Linked DNA regions of Mus musculus: region 1 is linked to region 2. Evidence: chromatin contacts called from public Hi-C data. All regions are on one chromosome and are shown on one strand. The core of a region is the stretch at or near the end of the contact, and the rest is flanking DNA. Distances in the headings are between cores, read along the strand shown.

What was found. Hi-C and Micro-C count contacts between places; a contact is called where the count stands out from the background.
Region 1: a Hi-C map of group 2 innate lymphoid cells shows a contact between it and region 2, with 2.5 times the contacts expected there. A contact is called at or near these places in 6 of 39 promoter capture datasets (cranial neural crest, embryonic stem cells, hematopoietic stem and progenitor cells and 2 more), 19 of 484 Hi-C or Micro-C datasets (the 63-12 cell line, B cells, the N1E-115 cell line and 10 more), 16 of 130 datasets of targeted methods (the SCID.adh cell line, astrocytes, bone marrow-derived macrophages and 10 more) and 3 of 9 other capture datasets (adipose tissue, liver and pancreatic islet).

Annotation. Positions count from the first base shown.
Region 1 is chr19:7,284,850-7,288,251 of GRCm38.p6, forward strand. Mark2 (MAP/microtubule affinity regulating kinase 2) reads right to left here. Exons shown (of 18, transcript NM_007928.3): 4 at 2,481-2,529; 5 at 2,152-2,217; 6 at 1,985-2,055; 7 at 1,720-1,776; 8 at 883-1,119; 9 at 20-139. Among named protein-coding and RNA genes, the nearest start is that of Gm17227, 11 kb to the right of the region's middle.
Region 2 is chr19:7,054,391-7,058,032 of GRCm38.p6, forward strand. It overlaps Macrod1 (mono-ADP ribosylhydrolase 1), which reads left to right and starts at 2,378. Exons shown (of 11, transcript NM_134147.4): 1 at 2,378-2,792. The coding sequence starts at 2,501.

The DNA of each region.
Region 1 (3,402 bases), core at 577-3,076, 230 kb after region 2:
TGGATTCTAGGTTGCTTACCTCTAAAGTGCCTCTCTTACTAGGATTAAGTATGAGAAATTTCTTAAGCAGATTTTCACAGTCCGTGGACATGTAGAACGGAATACGGTATTTCCCCCTCAGTACCCGTTCCCGCAGCTCCTGTGGTTAGAAAGGGAATAAGTCTTACTCAAGATCCAGATAAGCAGACATTGGAAAACAGAATTCAGATCACAAATGAGGCAGCAAAGCCTTACATGCCAGTCATGGGCCTTGTGGACACAGACTATCTTCCAAAACAGGATTGAGACTCTTAATGCCTATGTGTGAAACACCCTCTTTTCTTTGGTTTTTTTTTTTTTCTTTTTTTTTTGGTTTTTTGAGACAGGGTTTCTCTGTGTAGCCCTGGCTGTCCTGGAACTCACTCTGTAGACCAGGCTGGTCTTGAACTCAAAGAGATCCACCTGCCTCTGCCTCCCAAGTACTAGGATTAAAGGTGTGCGCCACCACGCCCGGCTAACACCCTCTTTTCTAAAGAAAAATTACACTTATTCATTTTGTGGATGGGATGTGTATGTGCCACAGAGTAAGTGGGGGTCAAAGGACACCCTGCAGGAGGTTGGGTTGTCTCCCTCTGCTGCTGTCAGCCTCCTTTTGTTTGTTTTGAGATATCTCATTCTCCAGCCTAGGCTGGCATGAAACCGAGTCTTCCTGCCCTGGCCTGCTGGGATTATAGGATGGGCCACCATTTCTAGCATGCAAGATTATTTAACTGCATTTTTCTTGGAGGGTCTTTCTCTCAAGTTCTTGCTTGAGAAAAAAGTGGACAAGTGTGTGGCAGAGGTAAGACCAGAGGCTGAAAGGAAATGACAAATAAAATGATCGAAGCCTGCATTTCACTGCACCTTGAGGTTCTGTCCATCAAAAGGCAGGGATCCGCTGACCAGTGTATAGAGGATGACTCCCAGGCTCCAGACATCCACCTCAGGACCATCATACTTTTTGCCCTGGAAAAGTTCTGGGGCAGCATAAGGAGGACTGCCACAGAAAGTATCCAGCTTGTTCCCAAAGGTGAATTCGTTGCTAAAGCCAAAGTCTGCAATCTTGATGTTCATATCAGCATCCAGGAGCAGGTTTTCTGCCTGGGAGGGAAGATGGTAAGCATCAGAGCACCCGTAGAGAACCCTAAGATCCTGGCTCAGGCAGGATGGCGAGGAATGGGAGAGCCACCAGAAAGTCATCTCTAGTTTCAAGCTGTCTCCACTTCCAGGGCAGCATCAGTCAGCACAGATAGGCTGGACAGGAGGAAGGTACAAAGCTGGGATGTGTAGGTCTGGGGATCCTGGGAGCTATGGAAAGCTTCAGAGTAGGCCTATGTCTCGTGGTCATGCTTGCAAGTTCTTTCAGCAATGAGCTGACTTACAGGTAGTGCAAATATGAGTGCCTTGCTAACAGAGATAACATGCATATATGTCTGGAGAACAGGTGTAATATTAGAGTCACAGTCACAGACCAGGCTGCCAAAAGGACCAGGAAAGCCTGGAGTATTCTTGTCACACCCGACAGCTGACAAGGGTAAAGCATGCATGCTTGCTAGTGCTATGGTGGGAGCCATTCCTAAATACTTCCAGGTCATCTCAAGTAAGTAAGTAAGTAAGTAAACAAATAAATGAATATCAGTGTCTGGAATTCCTGGGCCACCCAGACTCACAGGAAGACATAGGGATATGAACACACCTCACCTTTAGATCTCTATGAACAATGAACTTCTGGTGACAGTACTGCACAGCAGACACTATCTAAAAGGAAGGAAGAGGGTTAGCCTGGCGTCTGAAAGTGAAACACGGGCTGGCAGAACTGTTGCTGGTGACCTATTTTGAAGTATCATGCAAACAAGCAGAGGATGAAGTACCCTCTTCTAAGGCCAACTGCTCAGGCAGTTCCTCGCCTGTGCCAGATCCCCAAAGGGAAAGCTGGGTCTACAGCTCAGAGTGGAGACACACTCACCTGGCGAAATTTGGCTCGAGCTTCTTTTTCTTTCATCCTGCCATGGGCCACTAGGTAATCAAACACCTCTCCTGCGAGAGAGGAGATGGTGGAGTACAGTGAGTGGGGTGGGTGGGGGCAGGAGCAGGGAGGGGAGAGATGAACATGGGAGACGGTGCCAGACCTACCGCCACTGGCATACTCCATGACAAGGTAGAGAGTCTTCTCAGTCTCGATCACTTCAAACAACTTAACTGCAAGAGAAGGGCTGTGTTGGACTCAGGAGGCACACTCTGTGTCCAGACTTGCTAAGGACCTCTTGAACCATCCAAATTCCTTACGGCAGCTCACAATGCCAAGATGTAGCTCAACTGTGAGCTGAGCCTTCAGAAGCAGTCTGACACCCTCCAGGACAGAATCCACAAGGCAATGTGCTATGGAGAAGGATGGCTGTGTGGATGCGGGCCTGTGGAGCCTCCATGAGGGGGAGGAAGAAAGGGACGGCAATGCTTCTCACCTATGTTGGGATGATTCAAAACCTTCATTATTCTTACTTCTCGGAACAGCTGCAAGAGAAGACACATGGGCTCATTTCATGCCTTTAGGTCCCCTCAGAGTCCAAGTGGGGGTCCCTCCCTCCCTCCTTCTCTTCTCTCCTCATTCTCTCTCTCTCTTTCTCTCTCTCTCTCTCTCTCTCTTAAAACAGATCTTCCTCTTAAAGAAACCAAGCTGAAACCCATGGAGAGAGGGAAGGAGAGCAGAGAGGGGTGAAGGTAGGAGCAGAGCTAGCTCATTCACTAACTTATTGCTCAGACCTTGCCCTCTTCTACACCCATGCAAATCTAGCCTCAAAACAGCAGTCGGTGCCTCTGCAGGGGAGAAGGGGCCTGAGTCCTTGATTTTCAGCACCGAGCTCCTCTGCCAGCTCAGAGTCCAAACCGTTGAACTGGCCTGGTGACCAGAGAGGTGCTCCACAGGGATACTGTGTCCTCTTTTGACATCAAGATGTCAGAGGGCCTACCCTGATGATAGGCCTTTCTTTCCTGAGTCTCTGAGGTAGTAACAGAAGAAACCACCCACACCTATATATAGCTGATGCCAATTTTAATCAAACCCACTCCCACACACTCATGTTCCCTTTGTAAAACAAAATCAGGGGCTCCAAACCATCCATTTCCATACTGAGAGATGACAGAGATGAACCTCTTCCCCTGCAGGCAACAGACAACTAAAGGAGGGTTCTGAAACTTCCCAGGCTTCATCACTCATACAAGGAACAGAACTGGTTGGTTGGTTGGTTGGTTTGTAGGGACATGGTGGTTTGTCTGGGGCCCTAATTCAGGATGTAGTTTATAGAATAGTTAAAAAAATGGCTTCCCCCGGGCTGGAAAGATGGCTCAGTGGTTAAGAGCACTGACTGCTCTTCCAAAGGTCCTGAA
Region 2 (3,642 bases), core at 1,128-3,627:
GGACTCATGGACTTGCTCTGTAGATCAAGCTGGAACTGGTCTCCCTGCCTCTGCCTTCAGAGTGCTGGGATTAAAAGATGTGCCACCACATCCAACTAAAAAACAAAATCTATTTTCGCTTAAGGAAAAAAAAAAGTGAGGCTGTAACTAAGGTGCACTGGGTGGCGGGGCTTCTACTTATCCAGAGCTCCAGGAGCTAAACTCAAGGACATAAAGTTCAGGCACTAAGGAGAAGGCAGCCTTCTCAGGACCCAAGATGACTTTTCGGTGGAACCTTGCCTTTTCCTAGAGTCCCCTACTAAGTCGTTGGCTGGAAGGATGGAGGGCAAAGTGAAAACCCTTCAAGCCATCCACATCCTAAACTCTGGAACCTGTGAAGATGGCCTCTGGCAAAGGGAAACGGCGGCTATAAACCAGCTGATTGTGGGCAAGTACTGACTGTCTCCTGGATGCTGACGGGGCCCGGCGTAACCACAGCCTGGGAAATGGTAGATGGAGAACCAGAGAGCATGGTCCACACCACATGAAAGACAGGAGCAGCCTGGGCTCACTGCCAGGCTGCTGGAGGATCTACAGGAAGGGCCCGTGACCTCTGGAAAATCCTGGGACAAGCTCCCTTAGAGCTTCCAGGAAGGGATGAAGCCAGAGGCATGCAATTCTGGTGACTCACGTCAGATTCTTGTCTCAGAAATAAGCTGAGAAATCTGCATTGTTTACGTTGCCAGGTTGGTGGTGAGGTTTCAATAGGAGGGTCGTTCGCTTTGCTCTCTCTCCTTTTTGTTTTGTTTCCCAGGAACTAAATCTTTATTTGTAAAGTTTAGGGAGCAAGGCCTGGAGAGATGGCTCAGATATTAAGGTTCACAGTAACAATTTCTAAAATTTTTTTTAATGTGTTTGGGTGTTTTCCAGCCTGTGTGGCTGTGCACTACTCCATGCAAGGCCAGAAGAGGGCGTGGCATCCCTTGGAACTGGAGTTACAGAAGATTTTTGAGCCACCATGTGAGGGCTGGAAATAGAATTCTGGTCCTCTGGAACAGCAGTCAGGGATCTTAACTGCTGAGTCATCTCTCCAGCCCCGGGATTTAAATCCCTCCCCCACCCCCGCTTTCTTTTTAAATAAAAATGTAGAGTCTCACTGGGTAGCTCTGACAACCAGCTCTCAGGTAGGCCAGGCTGGTGTGGAACTGAATATGAAGTAGTGGCTAACCGGGAACAGGTTACAGGCATATGTCATTATGGAATATGAGGAAAAAAAAAATTAGCCGGGCAGTGGTGGCGCACGCCTTTAATCCCAGCACTTGGGAGGCAGAGGCAAGCAGATTTCTGAGTTTGAGGCCAGCCTGGTCTGCAGAGTGAGTTCCAGGACAGCCAGGGCTACAAAGAGAAACTCTGTCTCGAGAAGAAAAAAAAAAAACAACAACAACAACAACAACAACAACAAAAGAAAAGGAGAAAAATAAAGAAGAAAAAAATTATCCTTCTTAGGTCACTACTCTAGTGTTTCTATACACCCACATTTATAGATCCATATTCTCTCTCCTTTTCTCCTTTTTTTTTTTGGTTTTTGGTTTTTGAAGACAGGGTTTCTCTGTGTAGCTCTGGCTGTCTGGAACTCTCTGTAGACCAGGCTAGCCTCGAACTCAGAAATCAGCTTGCCTCTGCCTCCCAAGTGCTGGGATTAAAGGCATACGCCACCACTGCCCGGCTCTTTTTTATATTGATTGTTAGACTGACCTATTGACTGAGACAGGGTCTTGCTATGTGGCTGCCTTGTAAGTCAGGCTGATCCTAAACTTTCCTAAGATCCTCCGCCCTCACCCTCTGGAATGCTGGATTGTAAGTATGCCTTACCATGCCTATTTGACACCTAGGTTTCTTCCTGTCAAATCTCACTAATGTCTTGTGAGCTGCTGTGGAATTCAGTCGGCGCTGCTTGGCTCTTGGAGCTTAAGGGAGGTCGAGCTCTTCAGAAAAGTTGCCCCACCCTAACACATAGGTCCGCGGCACCTATCACCCCCGCCCCACCTTGGCAGGCTGGAACGTGCAGCTGCTGTGGATCAGAAGCAGAGCTGGGTGATGCGGAGGCACCAACACAAGTCCAGGTCTCTCTATGCCTACAAAACACGCGATAGGACCGAGTTTACTTATGAGCCACGGCAACTAGGCGGAAAGAACTAGAAGCCGACTTGGCGGGAAAACCCACGCACGGAGTGCCTTGTCGAATCACCGAGCTTCGGAAGGTTGGCTGCAGCCACACTCGGGAGGACACAGACAGGCTGGGTGCGCACGTGTGTGCTACCAGTGCGTGAGCGCAGTGGGCCGGGACGGAACTACAAGTTCCAGGGTGCCCAGCGGCGCGCCGCCCGCGGTCTCTAAGCAGGTCGCCACGGGCTGGCACGCGCCACTCTCGTCCCAGAGTAAATAAGGGACCGAGCGCGACTCTCCGGAGCACCGTAAATAGAGTCCGAGTGGGCGGGGAGCCGCCCGGCACCGCCTGCTCATGTCGCTGCAGAGCCAAGTGTCCGGCCGCCTGGCACAGCTGCGCGCGGCGGGGCAGCTGCTGGTCTCCCTGCGCCCCTGGCCCGGCCGCTCGGCGGGTGGCCCGCGGCCCCGTGGCAGTGCGTGCGGTCCCCTGGTGGCACTGGGCGAGCACGGCTACTGCGCGTGGCTCTCGGCGGGAGTTGGGGCGTGGGGGGCGGCGGGGCGTGGAGCCTGGGTGCGCACCTGGGCCCCCCTGGCCATGGCCGCGAAGGTGGACCTGAGCACCTCCACCGACTGGAAGGAGGCCAAATGTAAGTGTGAGCGCAGGGCGTGGGTCTCCCCGGCCGAAAGGCACTCCACGAGCAACTGAGACACTCGGGAACCCCTTTAGCCCACATCCATACCCAGCTCCTACACCAGGTTACCCCTTGACTAAACGAGTGGGGAAGGCGGCCTTACCTCAGCAATGGTCCCAGGTAGTCCACACCCCCCACACCCCCAGATCCTCTGGGATCTGCCACCTTCCTCCATGCATGCACAGGAGGGAAACTGAGGCTTAGGGCCAGAGTTCACTTCCCCAAGGTCAGGCTGGGAGTGTGCAAAGGCAAAGTGTAGAAGCTTGGCCTATCAGGTAGGGTCAGGTAGCCCCAAGAATGGCAGCTCGGGGGCCTCTCTGGGAGTATGGTAGGTGCCCGTTTTGCCCTCCTGCTGGCTTCTGGCCCCTTGCCAGCACTTTGCTCCTTCTTGAGGGACTGGGATCATAGAACTTGGAGAGCAGGCTGACATCGGGCGTGGGCTTGTGAGAATCACTGACTCCCTCAAGAATGAAAGTATTTCTCCTCCTGGACGGGCATGCCAGGAAGGGGCCACGGGTCCCGGACGACCTAGTCGCTAACTGGAATGCAAAGTGCAGAGCCCCAAATAGCCCTGAGTGGCAGTCCAGCTGCCCCTGCCTTTCAGCGCCAGTGCTTCCCTTATTATTCCGGGCCGATCCTCCTCCCAATGAGCGGCTAAGGCCATTGGCTGGGCTGCTAGTGGGCGTGACCATGGGGGCTGGGTCAAGCGGGGTTGAAGGTAACCTCAGATTGGTTCCTTTTTAGAAAAGAGAGCTCTCCCTTGTTGCAAGTCTGCCCAGGATCCTAAAGCACTTGACAGTCTTCT